3 separate regions of the Sus scrofa genome follow, and all the other regions are linked to region 1. Evidence: chromatin contacts called from public HiChIP or PLAC-seq and promoter capture Hi-C data. All regions are on one chromosome and are shown on one strand. Each heading gives the region's core, a stretch centred on a gene start, on an enhancer-like site or on the middle of the called end of the contact. The rest is flanking DNA. Distances are from core to core; before and after follow the strand shown.

Region 1 (4,858 bases), core at 1,090-3,589:
TATTGAAAAAGCAGAGATAAGTTTTCAACTCTTCACTCCTAAGTAGTTACATATGGATATTAAACAGCTGTTCTCTCTTCCAAAACAAAAGGGTTACAATCACTCTGTCAATAAAGTTTCTAAACCATGTGGGGAAACTGATGCCAGATAACTCATGACAAGCCTGCACTGAGGTAAGAACACTCAGCGCATCTACAAGCCACAATGAATGAAAGCTTACAGCTCAGCTACAGAAACTCAAGAGCTCTGGCATAAAATCTTATTTCCAAAGCACAGTTTTAAAAATAGGCTTCCCATTGTCCAGCTGCCAATTCTGTCCTTCTTTCATTTTTTCATGTCTCTTGTGACTTGATTCTTCTGTAACTTTACAGAAATCGTGTCACAACCTCACCAGTAAAACAGAGCTAAGACCACCTTTCATGCCAAGAGTCAGGAGACTGAGCAAGGTATCGCTAGGTGTCCCTTCCACTAAAACTACTGCCCTGCTTCTGTTAACACCCTTCCAGGCTTGCTTCATTCTGTTTAGCGGGTCAAGTTTACTCTATAGTTATCCTGTTTCTACTTCCTCCAGATTCTTCTACTTTCCCACCATACACAAAGCCCTCCTGTCAGGGTGAACCCTCAACTTTCAAGGTAATTAAGATGACAAACAGATGAACTCCTAGAAACCTCCACAAAGGAAATTAAAATTGAATCACTGAATGATAAAAATAAGGGGGAAAAAACCAAAGAATTACAATATAAATCTAAGAAGGAAGCTGGATAACAAGATCTCTCTTTGAGAGAGACTGTTACAAAGACACAGACTAGGATCAAAGAAGAGAAAAAACAAAACACAGGAAAGCCAAGAAAATGTCTTAAATAAATAGTGCAGAAGGCCCCCAGGGAAAGACCAGCAGCAGGTGAGAACTTAGGACTAACCCTGCCATTGAGGAAGAAATCCCCACAGAGAAAGTGAAAAACAAGTGAATTAACTCTGCTCCTTGCCCTGAGGCCTGGAGCACCCCACACACACACACCCCAAAACAGGTCTCCTCCGGTGCTCTCTGCCCTGCAGGTCCCAACAGACAGGCTTGGGCCAGCTGTTCCCGACTCCTGGGTACTAGAGTATGGCAATGTCCTGTTTGAAGTCTCTGGAGCACAGCACTGCCAGTCCATGCATGTTTGTTTTAAAGGCTCCTCAGTTATCAGCAGATGATTTCACAACACCCACAGTCAAAAGAGTGACCAATTTGTCCTGGTTTGCCCGGGGTTGGCACTGAAAGTTCTACATCCTTAAAACCTCTGAGTCCAAGGCAAACTGGGATGGCTGGTCCTCCTACAGTAAGGACTGTACGTGGAGCCTATTTCCAACCCTTCCTCTGGCCCCAGGACTCATATTACTGAAAAATCCTGTCAATGGCATTTCTAGAGCCAACACTCCTCTCTGCTATGGTGCTCCTTCAAACGTGTTCATCTTATTATCGTCAGTGAATAAATTCAGTCTTCCTTGGCAAAAACTGTCCTGCATTCAGTATACACCACCCCCAGTGGCACCTCAGAAAATACTGCCAATAGTTCTAATAACATGTAAGTCAATCAGTTCCACCCTTTAAATTCGGTCTATGTGGGCCCTCTTGCCCCTTAAAAAAAAAAAAAAAAAAAAAAAAAATTCAAAGTTACCACACTCAGGGCACGAAGCTAAAAAGAGAATTTTAATACTTTCCAAGGCTTAGGCTTCAGTTTTTAACTAACAAAGCAAAGCACATTTAAACTCCGGAAGGCTGGGAGAAGAAGAGGAGGCCAAAGGCCAGGGATTTCTTGTATTAGGCACCGATACTACAGCGCCCTCGGCATCTCCGACCCTACTGGGAAAACGTGCAAGGCTGGACTCTCACAGAAACTGTCCACACGTCCCCTCTGCTCGCGGCTCTTTCTGAAGACGCGGCGAGAAAGGCAGGTGCGGAAGCCGTTCTCCGCGGCCCCGGGCGGCTCCGCGGGCGTCCCTGAGGGAAAGTGCAACCGGGCCGGGGGCAAGGGGGCCCGGGGGCTGGGCAGTGACGCGGCGACCGGCCGAAAGGCCGCAGGTGCACGCGCGGCAGGAACCCGCTTCCTCCCTTGAAGAGAGGCAGCCAGGGATTAAGCGAGGCGTTCGCCACGGTCGCTGCCTCGGAGTCAGGCCCCGCTCCGAGCCCAGCCTACCTGCCGTCCTTGGCCTCTGGGGCCCGGCCGTCATCCGTGACCACCTGCGGCCGCAGGGGCCGGCGCTGCCGCAGCCCATCCGCCTCGCTCATGGTACCAGTGGGACTGCTACCCGAGGGCCGCGCCGCCCGCCTCCTACCCGGCGCACGGAAGTGACGCAGAAGGCCCCACCTCCCCAGGAGAGCGCGGAAGTGACGAGAGTCCAGCCCCTTCCGGCCGCCAGGGCGGGCGCGGCTGCGAGGCACTTCCCGGCAAGTTTGCTCCCGCACACTTTGCAGCCAGCGGCCTTTGGGGCCAGGGCAGCCGTGTTCTCGACCCCCCGGCCCTTCACGTCCTGTCCGACCGCGGCGCGGTGCCCACGCCGGCAGAAGGGACGTGGCCCCACTAGGGGGCTGTTTCGAACCGATGGGGTTACGGGAAAAGGGCCGCCGCCCATGTTCGCCTTTGTGACTGTCAAGCCTACGTTCGACAGTTTGTACGCGTGTGGACGGAGCTGTCTCCGGATAAGTGGACAGAGCCCAGGGCCGTGCACCCGACGGGCCCCCGAGCTCCTCCGAGAAGATCCAGGTCGTCGTGGACAGCTGTGGGGTTTGATGAGCCCTTGGCCGAAGAGGCCATCGGGCTTGTGAGGGCGTCCAGCAGTGACAGAGCTGAAGGTGGGTGGGTTCGGGAAGACACGGGAGGAGGCTTTCTCGGCAGGGAAACCGGGTCATATTACTGTACACCGTCTCCAAAGAAGGTGCTGCAAGTGAAGCCCTGAGAGTCGACTTCTGTGCTGCGCTGGAAGGCGTCCCAGGCGAGCATGCCACGGCCTTTCTGGATGCTGGAGAGCATTGGACTCCCACCTCACTGCCTGCCCCGGCTGGGGGAATGAGGCGTCCCTGTGAAAAGCAGCCACTACTCTTCGGGATCTGGCCCCTTCCTGCCCTGAACTCGGGATTCAGACACTCAGGATTGCTTGCTATTGATAATTCTATGCCTCCCTGGCTTTGTCCACCTTACTCTTTGTGGCAATGCTTTCTGTAACAGCTCTGCTTGGCCAAAACTTTTTATCTCTCAGAATCCACTTTATTTGCTGAAAATCCTTCCCCTGATGTCATAGGCAGGATATCTTCCTTGTTTCTAAGGTACTTTCCACATGCGCCAATTATGGAACTCAGCCTGTTGTAGCCAGGAACATACCTGTACACGAAAATAATAAGTGAGGTTTATTGAACTTGCTGCAGCAAAGGAATGCGCCAGGGCTCGTGTGAGTCTCCTCAAAAGGCTCGTGGAAGGGCCCTCCTGAGATCTGGGACTGGAGTTAGCTGTAGACTGCCTAGGCAGGGATGGGTCAGGATCGGTCACCGGGAGAGTCCCTTGAGAGCAGTGGTCCTGTCTCAGAGGACATGCTCTGCCACATTTGTGTTGCCCAGCCCAGTTTAGTCTACTAAAACTGTGTGTGTCATGGTCAGGCCCACTTTGCTAGCTGTGCTTTGTTTCCTTCCAGTGCCCCAACCCTGTCTCCAACCTAGCTGCCATCCAGTTACTGGCAGGGGGATGGGACCACCAAGATTGATATGACTGGGTATCTTAATCTTCAGCACTGCTGACAGTTTGGGACAGACGAGTCCTTGGGGGAAAGTGGTGCAGGGAAGAGCTGTCCTGTGTGTTGCAGGATGTTCAGCAGCATCCCTGGCCTCCACCCCTTAGATGCCAGTAGCTTCCCACCTAGTCTTGATGGTCAGTGATGTCTCCAAGCATGGTACCAAGTGCCCAGAATCCACTCCCTTCCCTGAGTCAGGCTGAGGCCTGCTTCCGGCTGTGCTGCTTTCCCAGTTGCTTGCTCTTAAGTCACCTGTCCCAGGAGGACCATCCTAGTGATTAGAGGCCGTCATCAAAGTGCTGAGGCCTTCAGTGTCAGCAGCTGGACTCAAAGGTGCTACATGAAAGTGAAAATAAATGCCCCAGGTAGGTGCTGTGCTTTGTGTTGCCCCAGAGTGCTTACACTGAGACAGTGGTTCTCAACTCGGCTGCACATTAGAATCATCTGGGAAGCTTTGAAATCTACTGATACCTGTGTCCCCTTCCAGAAATTCCAGTGTAATTGGTCTGGGGTGTGGCTTGGGCTTGGGAAGTTTTAAAAGCTCCCGGACACTTAAAAAAGCCAAAGCTGAGCATCACTGCTTAGAGAGGAAATGAGAAACACAGAAGTTTCCTGATGGTTCAGCAGGTTAGGGATCTGGCGTTGTCACTGCTGTGGCATGGCCAAAAAAAAATTTTTGTGAAGACATTCCAGTTTGGGTAGGAGGACAGCAGTCTGAGTCCAATGTCCCTAAGGTTAGAGGCCAAGAGGCTTACCCGCTACCACACCACTTTGCCTAGGAACTTAAGACTGCCTGCCTGCAGGAAATGTCTGGGGCAACTCTGGACTGTGGGGACTCAAGCAGGACCCTGAGGGCTTGGGACCCAGAGGAGCTATGGTTTGCCAGTGGGAATACAGATTATGATGAGGAATGGGCTGTCCTGGCTTCCAACATGCAGGCGATTTCCTATCATGACCTTGACGAGTTACCTGGGTGTTTGTTTTATGTCTGTTTGTTAAGCTGTATGTTTATGTTTTGTTTACCTTTCTATGTAATATTTCATCCCCTAAAAATATTTTTTAAAAATCTGTTGCCTAGTTTTATCCAGATCA
Region 2 (4,858 bases), core at 685-3,184, 460 kb before region 1:
CTTGGCAAACAAGGAAGTTGCTGTCAATGGAAAATGTCAAAGCACACTAACGTCCCCTGAATGTTTGCTGTGTGGTCAGCCCTGGGCTAAGCACTGACCACACCCTGTACCATTCACTCGCTCCTCACGTCAACCAGAGGAAATGATGGTATTACTTTCCCTCCTCTATAGATGAGGCCCTGAGTTTCAGGGGAGGTTAACTCACACACTCTGCTAGTGCACTAAGCCCTGCCAGATAACTTACAAGTATTTTCTGCTTATGCTCAATTTTAAATAGTAATAATAATGTAAAAAGAGAATGTACTGGCTTTTAGAAAGCTCAAACTTCAAGGTTGATTTGGTTCCCAATACAGTTATCAAAGGCTTGATCTCTCCCCATCTCTCTTGTCTACCTCGTCACACAAGGGCTCCCTCCTCAGGGTGGCAAAATAGCTGCCACAGCACCATCCACATATCACATGTCCAGAAGGAGAAATAGCATCTTTCCCCCAGTCCCCTGGCAAACTCCTTTTCTAGGTTCAGTGGCCCTAACTGGGCATTCTACTACCCCAGAATTGGGCGCTTAGAGCCAAAGGTATCTCTAACCTCCCAACTCAAGCACCACAGCTGCAGTAAAAACCAGGCTTGCTTCCAAGAGGAGAGGGTTAACTGATAGAGAAGAGTCATTACAACTAGAATGTTATGGAGCAATGAGTTGAACCCAGGACTGTCTGCTAATTCAAACAATATTTATTGGCATTCCAGTCGTGTCACAGCAGAAACAAATTTGACTAGGAACCATGAGGTTTCGGGTTCGATCTCTGGCCTTACTCAGTGGGTTAAAGATCTGGCATTGGCGTGAACTGTGGTGTAGGTCACACGCACAGGGGGCTCGGATCTGCTGTTGCTGTGGCTCTGGCCTAGGCCTGCGGCTACAGCTCCGATTAGACCCTTAGCCCTGGGAACCTCCATATGCTTTGCGTGTGGCCCTAAAAAGACAAAAAGACAAAAACTCTTGCTGTGGGTCAGAAACAATTTGCTGGTGACACAAATCTAGAAGTTTCCTGCCCTCTCACTCTCCTGCTGCTGACTCTGCTGCCTCTCAGCGTTAAAGCCTTGCGTTTTCGAAGAACTCAGAGCAGGATAAATGCCCTCCTAAACATCTTTTCTAGGTCTGAAGGCGTTCTGTGACTCCAAGCTGTCATTTAATTTGTATCTCTCTGCCTCCTCGTCTATACAATCAGGAATGATGATTATATCTCCGCCTAAGGTATGAGAATGAAATGAAAAGGGCTTACATGAGAAACAAAGAAACTCAAAAGCAGCAGGACATCCAATCCAGGGGTCATAGGGGAGGTCAACTCCCGTTTTCATTCCAGTCATACGGTCATTCAGAGTTTTGTACATTAAACTCCATTTTCACTGGCTTGGGCTTTGTAAAGACATTGAAGAGTGAATACCACTCCAGAAGTGTTAGTTCAGTTCACGCTTTTTACTCAGCCAGCATTTTATTTTTTTATAATCCAAATGATTGACTACTTAAGTGGGAGGTCACCTATGCTGTAGAGCACCCCCCCCCCCGCCCCAGTTTCTAAACTTGTCCTGACACCTGAAAGCAAGGGTCCTCTTAGGAAAACAGGCAAAGGTGCGCGCTAGGTAAGCTGACCATAGAGACGCCGGGAAAACGCAGAGCACTAGTAAACCTCACCTGTCTAGAGGCCTCTGCGCAGCCGCGAGACAGCCCCGCCCCCAGTGCCGGAGACCCCAATCAGGGGCCTCATCTACCTTGCGCCGGAGTCAGTGACCCGGATGAACCAATTAAGACTCAAGCGCGGATTTGCTGTGGTCTTCTGGGAAAGCGCCTCTCCCGGAAGCCTCGAGGCCTCGAGCCACACCTGGGCGGGGCTTTCCGGCCCCGCCGTCCCACTGGCTGATACAGCTGCCCGTCACAGGGAGGGGCGGGGCCTGGAGCTCGCGTCTGCGCCGACCTGGCTGGCCCCGCGCGGGAACCCGCGGAGGCGCGGACGAGACCCGGCAGGTCCCGGGAGGAAGGGGCGCGGAGGGGGGGGCTCTTCCCGGCCCCTTCAAGCAAGCGGCGGAGGAGCGCGGAGACTCGGCAGGCCAGGCCAGACCGTCAGGGGGGTCCCCGCGGAGCCGCGGCCCGCGTGACCAGAGCCGCCCACGCCGACCCCAGCTGACTGAGGCCCCCGCTGACTGGGGTCATATCTCCACGCTGACCGGCGCCGACCAGGGCCGCCGCCCCGCTGCCCCTGCCGCTCAGGTAGTTCCCCCCGCTCAGGTAGGTGTCTTCCGTGCCGGTAGGTGCCCCCCCTACCCTCTGCCCCCGCATTGTGGGGATGCAGGCTGGTCCTGCCGCGAGACTTAAGCAGGTTACAGCCCCGCAGGAATGACTCTCTTCCTGCAGACCCTCCAGGTGGGCGGCAGGTTGAGCTGTGTCCGCGGAGGCAGGGAACCCAGGTACCGGGGAATCGCGTAGAAGCCGGGTGAGGGGGAGTCCAGCGAGGGAGACAGGCCTGTGGGGGCGGGGCGGGGGACGGATTATAAACTAGCCCTCGGGAAACGAGTGCCCGCACATTTGACCCCAGAAAGGCAGGAGTCAGTGAGAGGACAGCACCGTCCCAACATCGTGTTCTTAGATGACAGATGGGGGTGTGCCCACGCGGACCCTCATCCACACCTAAGTATTCTTTTCTCATTAGCGAAGTTGTTACAGTAACGCCTCGTCCATTCTGGGGACCATTGAAAGACGTGGTGCAATGTTAAGCGCTAGAAAATAGGAGCTACAAGTGAGTGTCTGCAGAGCCGGACTTGAGATCCTCAGGAGGGGGTGGCAGAACCCGCGTGGGCGCCTGGCCCCCAGGCCCCTTTCTGGAGGGATCTATCTCCAGCCTCGCCAGTTCTGTCCTGGAGGCTCAGGCCTCCACCTTCCTTAGCCCTTAAGCGTTCCTGACTTCTTCCCAGCCCTACTTGGGGTCTTTTATCTATTACATGAGCTGATTTTTTTTTTTTTTTTTTTTTTTTTTTTTTTGCTTTTTAGGGCTACACCTGCATCACATGGAGGTTCCCAGGCTAGGGTTTGAATCAGAGCTGTAGCCGCCGGCCTACACCACAGCCACAACAACGCAGGATCCAAGCCATGTCTGCAACCTACACCACAGCTCACACAACAGCAGATCCTCAACCCACTGATCAAGGCCAGGGATGGAACCTGCACCCTCACAGTTCCTAGTCGGATTTGTTTCCGCTGTTCCACTGCAGCATGGTGGGAACTCCTGATTTTTTTTTTTAAGTTAAGGTCTTTGAAACGAAAAAATATTCAATATTTAAGTTTGTAAATCTAAACATATTCACTATCTTGGTAATGTTGTCCTCTGTTTGATTTTTGTGTGGTGAAATGTTTTAATCATGCAAAAAAAGAACAGAACAGTTGTACCATACCCGGAAAAAAAGCAAGTAATAATTTTTCCTTATGCTTTTGGACTGGTTTTGTTGTTGTTTGTGCTGTTCCTTTTGGCGGGGGACAGCAGTTGGCAGTGGAAGTTCCCGGGCCAGGGATCAAACACATGCCACAGCAGTAGCCAGAGCCACAGCAGTGATCCCTAACCCACTGAGCCACCAGGGAACTCAAAGATGTTTCTAATAATGGGTATCTATATTGCTGGGCACTTTTTTTCTTTTTCTTTTTTTATTTTTTTAAGCCATTCTCACAGCCTGCAGAGGTTTCTGGGCCAGGGATCGAACCTGAGTCAGTGACAACTCTGAATCCTTAACTACTAGGCAACCAGGGAATTTCCTCTGGACTGTTTATAAAGGAAGTTGACATTTTGGCTTCAGCCAAAATTCTTTTTTGCTGCCACCACCCCTTCGCCCTGCACCTCATAGAATCTCCGTCTGGCCCCTGCCTACTTTCATTAGCACTCAGGGCTTCCCTGTGCTCCTAGGATCTGCACATCCTCCCTCATTCCAGTCAGCACCAGCTTCGCTCCTCAGTGCCCAGCAGCATGAGGACTGCAGCCACCATAGCGGTCCTGTCCAGTCCTCGTAGCATTTGTTCTCTTAAGAAACCTGCCTTCTCCTCGCTCCCCAGGCCCTGTGGCTGAGCTCATACTAGATGGCCCCAGACTCATCAGCTGAGCTCTGCTGGCTGGCTGGCCTTAATTGGGCCTCTCTTCCCTTCCTGGGTGCACTGTCTTTACGGGGTACACTGCTTCCCTGCTTCTCCAGGGCAGCCACACCTGTTCCTCTCTGCCAGGATAAAGCAGCCTTCCATAGTCAGATGGCCTGTAGCTTATAAAATGAGTTCATTAGAATTCATAGTAATAGCTGCCACTTGTGAATGTGTGGGTCTCAGGCTTTTTCTGTCAGCGTGCGGTGTACACTGCTTTGTCTATTCCTACATTCAGTTACGCACAGTAACTTTAAAACGAGCAAACTGAGGCGCAGTAAGACTAGGCATCGGCACCAGTGTCTTCTGGAATCCTCTCCACCGTATGTATTTGTTCTGCCACCAGCAGAAGACGCTGGCACTCACACAGGCTCTCTTCGACTTTCCTGCCCCACAGCCTGGCTCCCCCAGGAACAGGAGGCACCTGGGCGGAGGCCGGAGATGGCATCCGTGGACTTCAAGACCTACGTGGACCAGGCCTGCCGCGCAGCCGAGGAGTTTGTGAACGTGTACTACAGCACCATGGACAAGCGGCGGAGGTTGCTGTCCCGCCTGTACACAGGCACTGCCACCCTGGTGTGGAACGGCAATGCCGTTTCGGGACAAGAATCCTTGAGTGAGTTTTTTGAGATGTTGCCTTCCAGCGAGTTCCAGATCAACGTGGTAGACTGCCAGCCTGTCCACGACGACGCC
Region 3 (4,858 bases), core at 646-3,145, 320 kb before region 1:
TGGAGGGGACCTGGTGAGCAGGGGCACTTGCCCACCCAAAAAGGACAGCGCCAGTGCACTGCTGCAGGAAGAGAAGTGGGTCTGGTCTTGACCATTTTCTGCCATTTCAGGAGAAAGTGGCAGGAAGCCCTCTGTGCTGGCCGGCATGCAGGTCAGAAGGTCTAAATTCTAGCCTTCCTTCAAGGGCCAGCATGAGGCCCCGCAGCCCTTCCTGCCTCTCCCTCTGCCCCTTCTCCTCAAGAACAGGCTCCTTATCTGGCCAGGCTGGCAAGCAGAGGCAGGGGCAGGCTGGTGTGCCCATCTCAGGGTGGTGGTAAGATGTCACAGCCCAGAGGCTGCCCCCGTGGATGTGACCTGTGGGCGGAAGCAACAGTCCAGGAGCCTTTGGATTCTTACGTCAGACCCCCCGCCACTGCCCCAGTCCAGGACACACCGGCCACCACAGGCCAGCTCACGGACTCGTGTTTGCTGACACCATCTGGGTGCTCCAGGGAGCAGCCAGGCCCCACAGGGAGGACACTTGGAGGGTCGGACCCGAACACCACTGCACGATGGGGACGTGGAGGCCATGTGAGCTGAGCGGCACCTGCCAAGGAGGCTACAAGAAGTGCACACCTGTTCTGTGTGACTTGAGGAAACATCAGGCCAAACCAAATCCAGCGACAGTCTGAGCCACAGCTGGCTGGACCTTCAGAAATAACACCAAGATCACAAGACAGACCAGGGGCTGCCTCGGAATAAAGGAGGCCACAGGACAGCAGCATGTGGCCTGACAGTGTCCTCGGCTATAAAGGACTGGGAGATAGATAACTGGCATCTGAGTAAGATTGGTGTATGAAAGTGTTAGTGTTTGATTCCTAATCTTCAAAATTATTTTGTGCCTTGGAAGAAAACAACCTTGCTTTTAGGAAAAATACACAAACGTGTTGTGTACCCAGGAAGGGTCAGAAAAATTAATGTGTATAAACATCGCTACACACATGTATGTGGGGATGAGGCGGGTCAAGCAAATTCTGCAACTTTTTAACATTTGAGGAATCTGGGTGAGAATCTACAAGGACTCTATGTATCTTTGTAACTGCCCGATAAAGTCTGAAATGATGTTAAAAAGTTAAAAGGAAGGTGCTTAAAGAACCATTCAGGGGCAAAGTCAGGAGCGCAGCCAGGTGTGGGTGTGTTTTTCCCTCTCCTCAGGTCATCTAGATGGCAGCTCGCACGGACCCCCCAGTCCCAGGAGGCTGGTCCCTGACCCCAGCGCGGACCCAGATTGCGGGCCAGGCCGGGCCCACGCCAGGTGACACCCCGAGAAGGGCTGTGGCCGCCGGGAGAGGCCGGGGGCCACGCCAGGGTGAGAAGCGCATCAGCGTCTGTGCAGATCCCCCGGAGCCTCCAGGGGCTGAAGGGGACCCTCCTCCCAGGACCTGGGGGCTCGGCGGAAGCCGGGCTGGAGACGGCGCCCGGCCTCCCGCAGTCAGGGCCGTCCCGCCCCTGCGCCCCCTGCCTAGTTCCAAAGCACTCAGGCTCTGCACCCTGGCCCCGCGCCCCAGGCCGCTGCTCTCAGGCTCCGCACCCCGCCGGTCCGGCCCCTGAGCTCCGACTCCGCAACTCGATCCCGCGCCCTCTCCTCGGCAGACGCACCTGCTTGCGGACGCGCAGCACGCGCAGCACGCGGCCGTGGTAGGCGTCATTGCTCGCTTTGTTGTACTCGCTGAGGGCAAAGGACAGCGCCTGCTGCACGCCCTCCTCGTTGACATCCGCGTCTATTAGGCCGCCCACCAGGCGGCCCTTGTGGCCCTGTCCGGCCGCGGGGCTCACGGCCAGGGCGAGGGCCAGGGCCAGGGCGGCCAGCAGGAGCAGCGGGGAGCGCGGGGACCCGGCCATGGTCTCTCGGAGACAGACGGAGTTTCGGCCCAGCGGCGATCAGATCGCTAGCCCAGCCGGGCTGGTAGTTGTGCTTTTATCCCCCGCAACTGGGCCCTGGCCCCGCCCCCTGCCCCGCCCGGCTCCTCCTCTTCCGCCCCTCCCCATCCGCCGCCCATCCGATCCTTCCCGGTCCAGCTGCTTTCCAGCTGGATTCTCCTAGGTCTCTCCGAAAGTGTCATCTCCTCTGGGCCGGCGAATCTTGTAACCCAACTCTGTACCCAGGTCTGGAAGGGGAGGAAGGGCGTCTGGCCCCCGGGGGGTGTCTAAGCGCCTGGTCCGCGTCTAGATGTCCCCGGAGCGGGGCTGCGGTTTCCGTCTGCGGCCTGTCCTGGGGAACTTCTTTGCCAAACATTAAGTGAATTAACCTTCATTTGGGAAAAGCTCATCGGGTTCTCTTACTCAAACTCATTTCTTTATTCGACCACCGAACCCTTCTGGGGCTTCTCCCTGGCCAGGGCGTCTGTAGATGGAGCATGGAGGGGTGGGGGTGGGGGTGGGGAGATACTCCAGGCGGTGGAGCCCCTGAGAGTTGAAGATGTTAGGGAAACTATTTTCTAAGAGACACATTAAACAGAGCAGAAAGAAAAAAGTCTATGAAAGCATAATACTTTCTATTTAACCCAATATATCCAAAATTTTTCAACATACACAGCCAATTGTGAATGACACATTCTCCACTCTTCTATACCTGCACTATGTCTTTGGGGTCCTGTGAGTGCATTTTACCCTTCAAACAGGAGTCACTGTCTCACCGGGTCCATCTCCTGTGTCCCATGACCAAGTGTAGCTGCTGTGGGGCGCGGTGGGTGTAGGGCCGTGGGTCGCAGTAATCAGTAATGACGATCAGAGAGTGACAGGGGCTCTGCTGAAAGTGAGGTGAAGGATGAAACAGAGAGAGACATGGACATCCCTGGACCCTGGCCACAGATGCCCCTTTGAGAAGACAGAGCTTTAGGCTGACACCTACCCAAAGGGCAAGAAGTCCCTCAGGCACAAAGAAGGGAGACTTGGGCAGAGGGAACAGCCAGTGGGAAAGCCCTCCAGCGGAACTGTCCTGCTCTGGGGATAGGAAGCTGCTGGTGTTTAAGCAGAGGAGGGGTGTGATCTGGAATCTTCCCCTGGGGCTGGATGTACCATAACATGTGGGTATGGGCCAAGGGCAGAGGGTGGGGAAGACCCCTACTGGGCCAGTGGGGGAGGGGCAGCACCCCCCCCCCCATGCAGAGAATGGCCGTCTCCCTTCAGGGGGCCATGACAGTGGCTCTGGTCCTCTGTCCACTGCTTGGAAAACTTTGTTGATTTTTAAAAGTCAACTTGAATGAGGTATGATTCATATACAATAAAAATGCCTCCTTTTGTGTATCCAGACTGAGGAATTTTAACAAATGCATGCACCACTATTACCACCCCACCAAGCCTGTTACCCTGAAAGTTTCCTCTTGCTTCTTCTGTGGGTTATCCTGTGCCCACCCCTGGCTCCTGGCAATACGCACATGTGCCCTGTAGACAGGGGTTCTGCCTTTTCTTGAACTTCCCACAAATGGGATCATGCAATGTGGGTGTCTGGCTTTGGTGCATCATTTTTGAGCTTCCCCTATTGTTGTGTTAACCTAATTGTTGGCTCCGTTGCTCCCTGGACCAAGAGGACCCAGTTGGCTGGGTACTGTGTGGGCTAACAGGCCTCCAGCGCAGGGCAGGGACCCGAGCATGACCCTGGGGGTGGAGGGGAACGCTGTTCTCTTCTCATCCCGAACCCTACGCGCCCCAGGGTAACTGGGTGACTGATGACCTAGGAAGCCTCTGGCCCCTTGGCACCCACCCAGAGGGATTATTCTGGAAGAGGTAGAGGCGATGGTGAATCTTCACCAGCCCAGACCGGCTGTGGCCTTGGGGCTAGAGCAACAGGGCTCTGCCTAGAATCCAGAACATAGCAGTAATGAATTTTCACATTCGGTGTTTCTGAGACCTTGTTGCCCCAGGGCGAGTTCTAACCATAGGGGCCAGAACATTTTCCTCGTACCCTTCTAGGTTCTTTGGCTGACCTGTAATTAAATTGCCGTAAAAGAGATTAACAAGAGAAAAATAAATTTAGCTTATGCATATGGAGCCCCATAAAAACGAGCCAAAGGGCAGTCAGGCACTCGAAGCTTATGAGGCACCTCATCCAAGAAGAGGTGTGGGGGCTGGGGCTTCGGAGGTGGGAGGGTGACTCACAGGAGGAGGAGGCCTGGGGGATCCGATGTCTGCCTGCCATGCAGATACATTCCTTTAGGCAGTTGGGAGGCCTTGAAAGCACTTCCAGAGCCAGCTGGGTCTTGGTTGCCTTCAACGCAAAATACTCCACATGCCAAAGTGGCACATTCAGGGGGTGGCCTCCCCACCCCCTTCTCCAGCTCCCTTGCTATGAGTCAGGAACCTGGAGAAAGTCACAGTGCCCTGGTGCCCAACCCTCTCCCCCCCAGGCTCAGCAGGGGTGCCTTTGCAGAACAGAGAGGGTGAGGCGGTACCTTCTCGGTGGTGACATAGGAGAGGGGAGAGCCTCAGAGCAGGGGACTAGCCAGTGCCCCGGCAGCACTACTGAGCAGCATGACTGTCTCTGAAGGGTAGGAACTCATCCTCATGGGGCCCCCACCACGTTGGGCAAGGGGGTGGCAGGCACAGGAGGGGTGCTGTGCAGACATGCATGAGTCCTCTCATGGTGTCACCGAGGAAAAGGTGCGGGGCAGCAGAGAGTGGAGCACGGTGGTGGATGTGAGTGTGCTGGGGTGGCCTGAACAGGGACATGTGCTGCTGGATGTTGATTACACTGGCAGGCATTCCCCTTGATTGAGCCACGTCTCTAATCCAAGCACAGGATGCCCATGGGAACCACCAGAGCACCTGCGGGACATCTGATGAGGAGTGAAAGGCCAGACATCTGCTCAGCTCTGGGGAT

What was found. Promoter capture Hi-C pulls out the DNA fragments that hold promoters and counts their contacts. HiChIP or PLAC-seq counts read pairs in DNA pulled down with a chosen protein or histone mark.
Region 2: a contact with region 1 is called in a promoter capture Hi-C map of liver, with 4 times the contacts expected there. The contact joins the promoter of NXT1 here to the promoter of APMAP in region 1. A contact is called at or near these places in 1 of 5 promoter capture datasets (liver) and 1 of 2 datasets of contacts at active chromatin or transcription factors (alveolar macrophages).
Region 3: an H3K27ac HiChIP or PLAC-seq map of alveolar macrophages shows a contact between it and region 1. The contact joins the promoter of CST3 here to the promoter of APMAP in region 1. A contact is called at or near these places in 2 of 5 promoter capture datasets (fetal liver and fetal skeletal muscle) and 1 of 2 datasets of contacts at active chromatin or transcription factors (alveolar macrophages).

The regions. Positions count from the first base shown.
Region 1 is chr17:30,792,663-30,797,520 of Sscrofa11.1, forward strand. It overlaps APMAP (adipocyte plasma membrane-associated protein), which reads right to left and starts at 2,340. Exons shown (of 9, transcript XM_001927087.7): 1 at 2,182-2,340. The coding sequence starts at 2,273.
Region 2 is chr17:30,336,445-30,341,302 of Sscrofa11.1, forward strand. It overlaps NXT1 (NTF2-related export protein 1), which reads left to right and starts at 1,935. Exons shown (of 2, transcript XM_003134295.4): 1 at 1,935-2,278; 2 at 4,563-4,858. The coding sequence starts at 4,607.
Region 3 is chr17:30,472,591-30,477,448 of Sscrofa11.1, forward strand. It overlaps CST3 (cystatin C), which reads right to left and starts at 1,896. Exons shown (of 3, transcript NM_001044602.1): 1 at 1,639-1,896. The coding sequence starts at 1,881. It overlaps LOC106506628 (a long non-coding RNA gene), which reads left to right and starts at 2,023. Exons shown (of 3, transcript XR_002339947.1): 1 at 2,023-2,145; 2 at 4,778-4,858.